Regions from separate parts of the Mus musculus genome. Here region 1 is linked to region 2. A link is a contact called in public Hi-C data. All regions are on one chromosome and are shown on one strand. The core of a region is the stretch at or near the end of the contact, and the rest is flanking DNA. Distances in the headings are between cores, read along the strand shown.

Region 1 (4,484 bases), core at 1,614-4,113, 160 kb after region 2:
TAATCTAGATACTCTCTCAGGGGCATGATCAGAGATTTGTTTCCATGGTAACCCCCATCAAGTTGAGAAGTAAAATTGCCATTGTCCAAGCGCGTTTGGGTTTCTAAAATAGCAAACTTCTTCTAAGTTATGTTACAGGTGACTCGGAGTCCTTAATGTCGCATGATAGTTAGTTTTATGAGGCAGATCCACTGAACAACTATAGGACTCCCAGACAGACAGGAAAACACTATTTCTGGGTGTGTCTGTGAGGGTATTTCTGGAATTGATCAGCTGAGTCACGACTGTCTTCCCCAGTGTGGGCGGGCAGCATCTGATACACTGACGGTCTGAGTAAAGCTGGAAGAGAAGCCATTTGTGCTCTTTGCTTGATCTGGGATGCCCATCATCTGTGCTCAGATGCCAACGCTCCTGGCTCAGGCCATCTCTAATTAAAACAAAAGAACTGGAATGTTGTTTAAGATGCCGTAGTACCGAGCCCCGAATAGAATTTCAAGTTACCAAAATAAAAACAGGGCTGGAGAGGTGACTTAGCAGAGATCTGAATTTACTTCCCAGCACCCATGTAAAGATGCTCACAATGGCCTGTGACTCTAGTTCCAGGGGATCAGAAGGCCCCCTTTGGTTCCAGAGCATTCGTCTTCTCTCTCTCTCTCTCTCTCTCTCTCTCTCTCTCTCTCTCTCTCTCATTCCCTCTCACACACAGTAAATCTTTAAAGTTAAAAAAGAACAAAAGAATTCCCATAAGTGCGTTATTAGTAAAAAAGGATGCTTGTTTTATAGCTGTAGACAAAATACCATTGCAATTTTTTTTTTCCTTTTCAAATGAATGGCAAAAAGCGAGACAGTTTGGAGAAAGCTAACACACTAAAGTAAGAATCGCTTCATGTCAGTTTTTGGATGCATGGGCCTGGTGTGGTTGTAAAAATTGATTCAGGAAGACAGATAACCTGGGACTTGGCATGCTCTCCTTCCCCAGACTTGGCAGGTTAAGAGGGCTGACATGCTGCAGGTAAAAGGAGCCAGCAGCTCAGATCCATTACTTCCACTAGACACAGGTTTCCTACACTGTTTTGTCATGCCTCCCACCGAGTCAGCTGTGACGGGGCAGGGACATACTCTAGGGACATACGTTCATCTCAAGGAGACCCAACAGCCTAAGGACCATGAGTATGCTGACCAGATTGTATCAACCTGACACAGACTTAGACATATGTGGGAAGAGGGAACGTCCACTGGAGGGTTACCTCCATCGGATCATCCTCTGGGTAGGTCTGTGGGACATTCTCTTGATTAATGATTAGTGCAGGAAGGTCCAGGTCACTGTGGGTGGTGCCACCCCTGGGATGGAGGTCCAGGGTGGTATCAGAAAACAGGCTAGCCAGTAAGCAGTGCTCCACTGTGGACTCTGCCTCAGTGTCTGCCTCCAGATTCTGCCTCTGCTCCTGCCCCGACTTCCCTCTCCGATGGACTGCAATTGAAACATGTAGGCCATATAAACCCTTTCCTCCCTAGCTGCTTTTGTTGCGGCTTCCGTCATAGCAACAGAAAGCAAAGTAGGACGATGGGAGACACGGGAGTCTGGGCAGGCGGAGGATGGGAGGGTTCAGTCGTAGGGGGCAGACACAAGAAAGAGATGCACAGGAAAGCAAAGCAGAAGGAAGAGAAGGAAGCAGGGACGTGCTGTGTGTTCCCGCCTGCATTTTAAACCCACTTAGAAGATGCTGCTCCGAGCCTGGCAAACTGAGGCATGACCGGAAGCGAGGTGGCTTCTTGCCTCTCACTATATCCCATCCCTGCCGTTACCCACTTTAAAACACTGGTTGATTTCTAAATAAGTCACTAAGTCATTGTCTCCCCTCCCCCAACCGACCTGAGGTGCCATAGCGTAGCGTTCATTATCCTCCACATCACACTGTGGCTGAATCCCCCAGGGCTGCCAAGGAGGTTCTTCTTGGCATCATGTGAAGCCATGTTGCTTTCACATGTTGGACAGCCCCCACGAATCACCGCAGGCGATCCTGACACTTTGCCCCTGCATCTTTGGGAGAGTGCAAGTTGGTTATTCTTGATGGATAGCCGATGTTGAGGGTCTGCTAGTCTGGACTGATCAGGAAGGCACAGCATGTCAGCATGGACGTTTCCTGAGAGGACCGAGGGACAGAGCCACTTGCAGTATGGGCATGCTTTCTGCTCCTTGACCGCCCCGCTGTCACCGCCATCTCCCCAACATGGAGGATCGAAACCTCTAAAATCTTGAGCCTGAATAAACCTCTCTTCCCCTAAGGTGTTCACTTTAGATTTTTAATCACAGCAGTTCAAAAATAACTAACATGCTACCCCTCAGTAAAAATTAATAGTGAATATTCTGTGCCCACATTGTACTTTCTTTCCATTTCCTGCGGTTTCATTTTAGACTCTGAGATTCCCAAGATTTGGATCAAGCAGCGCATGCTCCTTGCCACATCTAACATAAGCAGAACCAGCGCTAGAACAGGAGCCTGGGGCTGGGAGACCTGCCTTCGTAGCCATGGTGCCTGGGACTGTAACTAGCACATCACTGACGCTGCACAAAGTAATATGAAATGAGCGAGCCGAAACTGCTGGAGCAGGCTCTAAGCTGGGTAGCTCATGAGGCCGCAACAAAATTCTATGTCTGCGGAAGCTGCAGAAACTCGGCTGCTCCTCGAAATTCTTCCTTGAAACAAGCAGCAGCTGTCGGGATACACAGTGCCCAAGTCACGTTTTGCACTGTTCAGACTCAGATTTACTGACAGATGTAAAATAGTCCGTGTATGTGGCCAACACCATCGAGTCCCACCGTGATAGCTCCGCTGTTTAAAATTTACGGTTTCTTCTCTGTAACATCTGCTATCCCTCCCTCTATTCTAGGCTGTTGTTATCATCCTAAAACATTTATCTTCCAGTGACGAGTATCTCAGAGAATGGCTTGCTGTGCCTTCCCAAGCTGACTGTTTTCTGGTCTCTGCCCTTCATGAGTAATCGACGTGGTTTAGACAGCTCATCCACACTGATTTCCAAGAGGAAACATGTCCAGGCCAAAGTGAGCCCCCCTTTACTACGGTAAGGGAAAGCAAGCCCCAATTTCCCCCCAGCTCAAAGCACCATATTTTTCTCATGATTTGAGGAGAGAAAACTTTTCCTTTTTTGAGTGAAAAGTCTGTTTTCTCTCTGGCTACATCCTTGCATACAAATCCCCTGCAAATTATTTTTCAAATTCCAAGGTTCATTAATTTAATTGAATCTGTTCCTAGTTTTTAATTAAATCTGCACTTCTCCCAGTAACCTTTGGAGAAAGATAGAAGCCACATTATCATATTGGAAAGAACAGGATCGCAGAGCAAGACCCACACGAAAGCGAACAAGAACAAAAAGCACCAGGCAGGTTTTCGTACAAATTTATTTTTTGTACCAAAAAATTAACATTCAGAGACAATGCTTTTATTGTACAGTATAATAAAATAACTTTCACTAAATTAAAAAGTGGATTGTTTTTTGGCTGATAAACTATAGTACATTTTCTATGGGAAAAAAAAGAAACAAAATTTACAATTTGTAGCTCTTGTAAAAAAAGACACCTGTTCAATAATTGCATAAATACTCCTGACAGATTTCAGTAGCCTATTATGTATCCTTTTTGGCTATGTCAGCTCCTAAAGTCAATTAGCTTCTAAATTTGAAAGGCACCTGGTGACCAACATCCTACTTATTATTCAAGGTATTCATTTTATTTTTATTTATTTATTTTGCTTGCATAGTTTTGACAAGTCTGAAGACTCTATTAAGTTAAAAAGAATAAAGAAATAAACTACATGTGGTCACCAGAAACAGTATTCTGCCCCCTTAGCTACGAGTACCTTCAGGGGAATTACAAAGTGCACCAGTTAAATACATCTGTACATTTAAAACATTAAATATGTCAACAGTGAGACATTTTTAAATATTTTGAATCAAATACTATAGCACAAATATAATTTACAAAACTTTGCACAGAAAACATTACACCTGAAATATAACTTTAGACATTATATAAAAATACATATATTTTTCTCTCCTCATTAGAAAAAAAGAACTTATTTGCAGGTCCCAGCGCAATGTAACAATTCAAAAGAACTTAACCCTTCACACTATCATTTCTTTGCAATGACATGGCATCCTCTTAATTTCAAGGTTCTCAGTGGCACATGTCCAGGGGTTAGACCCAGAGACTGTGACCCCCTTCCATAGCTCACGTGTAAGTTTTTCATAAGCATCGGAATACCTCTCCCAATCTGGTTCAATTCTAGGAAATCATTACAAAATTGTAAAACCGTTGTGTAATCACCATGAATCTAACATCACCTATGGACTTTACATATACACAACCTGTACAGGCTCAAGAGAGAGGGCTGTGAGTTTCATACACCGTGGGCCATGTCTCTTAGTAGTCTTACACATGTATAGACATCATCCATTTTTTAAGA
Region 2 (4,647 bases), core at 817-3,316:
TGAGGTAATTGTCAGTAACTTGGCAGATTTGGTCAAGTTAGAAAGTATACACAATTATAACTTGTGTGGGCACAATTAAAGAATAAAATAGAAACACATCTGTTAATACTCCATAAATGCTTCCGGTACTTCACGTTCTTGGAAGACACCCCAAGAAGATCAGCAATTTTAGTTTTACCCCTGTTCTCTCTTCTACAGGGGAATACCCTCTTTTCCTTTTTGAGGGAAAATGTTTTTTCTAGACAAATGCTAATCTGATCTGTTTCCCTGGTGGTTGCTAAGGGGCTTTCTTTGTCGCAGTGTTGGGTCCCCCACCACTGTTGTCTGACTTGCTAAATGCAGTCTCCCTGGGATTGTATGTGGGGGACCATACCACTGTAGCCCATCCTTGAAAAGACACGCAGCTTCTGCTCTTGTACTTCTGGGAGCCCTAAGCTACCACGGGGCAAGTGTAGGTCCCTTGCTGGAAAGACCACAGAGAGGTACACAGGCAAAGACAAACCCAGTTACACCAGGGTCCCTCTTGACACATTGGCTAAATGTAGCCACACAAACAGCCACTAAGGAGACCAGTGGCTAAGCTCTAGTTATCTATCTCAGCTATCAAATCCTCAGGGGAAAAAAAATCTCAATCCACCGAATCCACAGCTACCAAATTCTGGCAAGCGTAAGCATGAATTGATACATGGCCAAAACAAAGAACCAGTTCCTCTGTCTGAGACAGACTGAGGTGTTTAAAAGTTGAGTCGTGAGTTTGAAGGAAATTTGCCTTTTGTCAATAGAGTATCAGTCAACAAAGCGGGCCCTTCCCATAATGCTCCTGGATCTGCAACTTCCCTCTGGCTTTGACCTTCTTCAGGAGTCCATTCTCCTCAGAACCCCCTCCCCCGAACATTTCCCTTTCTATTTAATGGCCACCCCAACCCAGGTCCTGTTTCTCTTGGTCCTGGTTCTCCTTGTGGGGACCCTGGCCTGAGGTCACCAGCATCACTTGGAAATTCGTTAGAAAGGGAAATTTCAGATGCTTTTTCAGAGCAGCTGATGTTGCTGCTGAGGATGGAGCCGTGATCCTGTTTCACAGTCCCTGCAGGTGTTTTTGGAATGCGCAGAAGTTTGGGAATCACTGAGCTGGAACAAGGGTCACCCACGCTCTTCTCTGAAGAAACACAGAGATTCTGCAGCGACTCTCCAACTCTGGTGGTGACATGAGATCAGCTACAGAGCACACATCAACATTAATATTTGAGTTGCATATAATTTTTACACTAGCAAAAATAATGTTCTCTTGGTTTTGTACTCATAATCAGTAAAAAAAAAAAAAAGAAAGAAAGAAAAAGAAACCTATTCCTGGCTTGCAAGATGCAGGGAAGCAGACAGTGGGCTGGTCTTGGTCACAGGCTTAATAGACCAACTCCACCCCAAACATCTATGATTTGTCCTCCTTGGGGACACAGCGTACAGGTGAACTAACCTTCAATTCAGCAGTCTTTCCTTTCTGAGCCCTCTCCTGGCACAGATAATCTCCTGGCCTCCTCAGTCCACTGAGTCTCCTTGAAGAAATATTGCATACGTGAGATCTATGTAAGACTTTTAGCCAGGACCACCTTCTTCAGGAAGACAGCACTAACTCATTTTCAGGCCAGGCTTGTGGCATGGGTACAGACCACGGCACACCCAGAACTGTTCATCTGACCAACGCTGAGTTAGGCTCCTTGCACGGACCCAATAAACCTAGTGTGAGCTGGGTAACCCTTCCAGAATCATCCCAGGCGTCTTGGACCAGATCACATCCCCAAAGCTCTACCATCAGCGGCCAGAGCTGGACAAGGTGCCATTCCAAGTTACACCTTCTGGGTGGTCCAGGGAACAACAAATATGTATCTTGGCACCGCCGGTCCGTGAGAACACAGGGAGCAGCGCGGAAGAGGGGGCACTAGAGGCTTCTGATTTGAAAGGCAAAATTTCTCCAGTCAGGCTTGATCGCCTTCTTTCCCAGTGTTCTCTCCCAGGAAACACGCAGACACCTTAATGGCTAAAGCAGTTTCTTTTCCCAGGCTGTGAAGCCACAAACCCTTGCAGTCACAGCTGCACTGTGAATTACAGCCATTCCAGGCTCCCGAGGTAAATGGCAGACAGTTGGATGTTGTTGTTAGAGGGTTTTTTTTTTTTTTTAATACTATTAAAAGAAACAAACATTTGGGAGCTCTTGTACTGGCAGGGCTACAGAATCTGCTGTTGTAAGGACAGGAAAAAGGTGTTAAACTCAAGAGCTGCTTCTCCCACACTAGAATCCCAACAGACACCTCTCGCCCCCAAGTCCTTTGAAGACCACGAAAAGAGGTCATGTGTCCCCCCTGAAGCTGGCTCTCCACAAGGGCCCTTTTGCTGATGCAGCCCCAAGGACACACAGTTCCTCCTGAGCATAAGGCCCCTTCCTAACCAACAACTGAGTCATACTGTGGGGGGGATGGGGAGGGCAGACTACTGATAAGAGAGATTAGAGCAATTGTCATCTGGAAAATTACTGTGCAGTGCACACTTGACACAAAAGATAAGGACGCGGGTTCAGGGACTTGCTCAAGGTCATTCAGTTAAGTGGCCAAAGCAAGCTGACTACAGATCTGGGTGGATTCGGCTCCCTTCTACCTCCTGGCATCAACCAGGACAGCCTTTTTTTTTTGTTTTTTTTTTTTTTGTTTTTTTTTTTTGACACTGGCCCTTTGAATGCAGCATGCCTCCTCCCGCTGTTCAAGCACCTTACATAATTACTTCATTTAATCCTCATCATTACGCGGCTGACACTGCTATTATCCAAATTTACATAAGAGGCAATTGAACTACTAAAAGGAAGAAGTACTCACATGGCTAGCCAGTACCTCAGCGGCTGGCTTTGAAGTCCTAGCTCTCAACCACTGAACCTCAGGCTGTAAAATCAGTTGGAGAGGTTAGGAGCCCTGGGGTATCCACTACTTATTAGCTGCAGCATCTGTGACAAGCCCTGTAGAACCTTAGTTTTCTACACAGGTTGGCCTCACAGAGCCTGTGAGTGGCCCTCTAACTACTAACTAGTGAGCAGAAGGCAGGGGCTTAAAAAATGAAGCTCTAATGGAGTTTTCCTTGACTTTCAAATCATTCCCCAAACTATAAACAATACAGATTCACTACAGAAAATGAGAAAGTGCAGGTGAGGACCCATTGGGTTACAGTCTTCTGTGCATATGTGCACGATTCACAATGCTGAGATTACATTGCATGTTCTGTGGCATGAGCTCATTTTTGCAAACAGAAATGAACCCTGCATCACTAAACATCCCTCTACAATGGCCGTGTGTGTTCACACTAGTGTGCAGGGGTGTGCTTGCACATGTGTGTGGGGGTCAGAGGTCAACTTTAGGTGTCTTTATTGCTCTTCGGTTTATTTTTTTGTTGCTGTTGTTTGTTTCTTTCTTTGTTTTTGCCATTTACTTATTTATTCATTCACTTTACATCACAATAGCAGCCCCCCTCCCATCAGTACTCCCTGCACATTGCCCCTATCCATGACCCCTCCCCCCTGCCCCCCCTCACCATTCAGCTCTGAGGAAGGCGAGGTCCCCCCTGGGTACTAAACCACCCTGGCCCCTTGAGTCACTGCAGCTCACTCTAGTTTGTGATTCAGGATTCCTCACTGAAGTTAGAGATTACCCGTTAAGCTAAACTAGCTGGCAGCCGGCCTCAGGGATATGAAGGTCTCTACTCTCCCACACCCCCAGTCCAGATGTGCACCGACTCCTCCCGCAGCTTTGGACTTGGGTACCAGAGATCCTAACGCTCTTGTGGCAAGCACTTTAGCAACTGAACCATCTCTCAGGCACCACAATGCTATTATGCTATTCTAAGTGTGTATCTTTAGCTGTGTGGTTGGTTATATTATACATTTAAAACTGAACTCCCTAGCGATGCACAGCCTGTTTTCGTCTTTGAAGAGGTTTTTTTGTTGTTTGTTTGTTTTGTTTTTATGGGGCCTCCTGATGCAGTTCACTAAGCTTGCTATCTGTGTAGTTCAAACTCAGGCTGCTTTAGAACTCAGAATCCTCCTGCCTCACCCTCCCAAGTGCCTGGATTTGCAGACATGTGCTATATGCCCAGCTCTGAGAATAACTTTGTTGAAGTAGTTTCCATTAGGCATCACAATATAGCTCTAACATCCTTTGAGGTTGAAGCATTGCGTTTGAGATTTGAACTAGTTCCCATTTCTTGTCGGCACGTACCGTGCAACCTTCTACAAGTTACCCACCCTTTCTCCGTTCAATCTTCTCACTGGTAAGCAAGCATATAATAATGAAAACTCATGAAATAATCTCAAAAGACTGAGCCAAGAGCTGAGCACAGGCTCCCAAGGTAAAACTGCCAAGGCAAATGTCATAGATATCTTCAAGATACGAGATAAAAATTGTTCTATTGCCTTCTAGAAAGTTTGAGCAATTTATATCCTTGTCGGTAGTGTATTACAGTACCCAACTTCATAGAGACATGACAGCAATGGGTATTAACATTAAAAAAAAAAAGTGTGCCAGCTTGATTGACAAAAAAAATTATTTCGGTGTTGTTTTGATTTGCATTTCTGATGGAGTGGATCTTGGATAAATGTTCACCTCTGTGGGTGAT

The links. A called contact is a pair of places that touch in the nucleus more often than the background predicts.
Region 1: a contact with region 2 is called in a Hi-C map of cortical neurons, with 2.5 times the contacts expected there. The contact joins two enhancer-like sites. A contact is called at or near these places in 4 of 484 Hi-C or Micro-C datasets (the AtT-20 cell line, cortical neurons, myocytes and 1 more), 2 of 115 datasets of contacts at active chromatin or transcription factors (both in embryonic stem cells) and 1 of 9 other capture datasets (embryonic stem cells).

The regions. Positions count from the first base shown.
Region 1 is chr14:78,274,043-78,278,526 of GRCm38.p6, forward strand. It overlaps Tnfsf11 (tumor necrosis factor (ligand) superfamily, member 11), which reads right to left. Exons shown (of 5, transcript NM_011613.3): 5 at 3,404-4,484. Among named protein-coding and RNA genes, the nearest start is that of Tnfsf11, 32 kb to the right of the region's middle. Within about 2 kb of position 2,864, at least 17 of the 459 cell types and tissues checked have an H3K27ac peak or open chromatin away from gene starts, as enhancers often do. A contact at or near this core is called in cortical neurons, where this site is marked.
Region 2 is chr14:78,117,540-78,122,186 of GRCm38.p6, forward strand. No RefSeq gene overlaps it. Among named protein-coding and RNA genes, the nearest start is that of Gm30608, 25 kb to the right of the region's middle. Within about 2 kb of position 2,067, at least 13 of the 459 cell types and tissues checked have an H3K27ac peak or open chromatin away from gene starts, as enhancers often do. A contact at or near this core is called in cortical neurons, where this site is marked.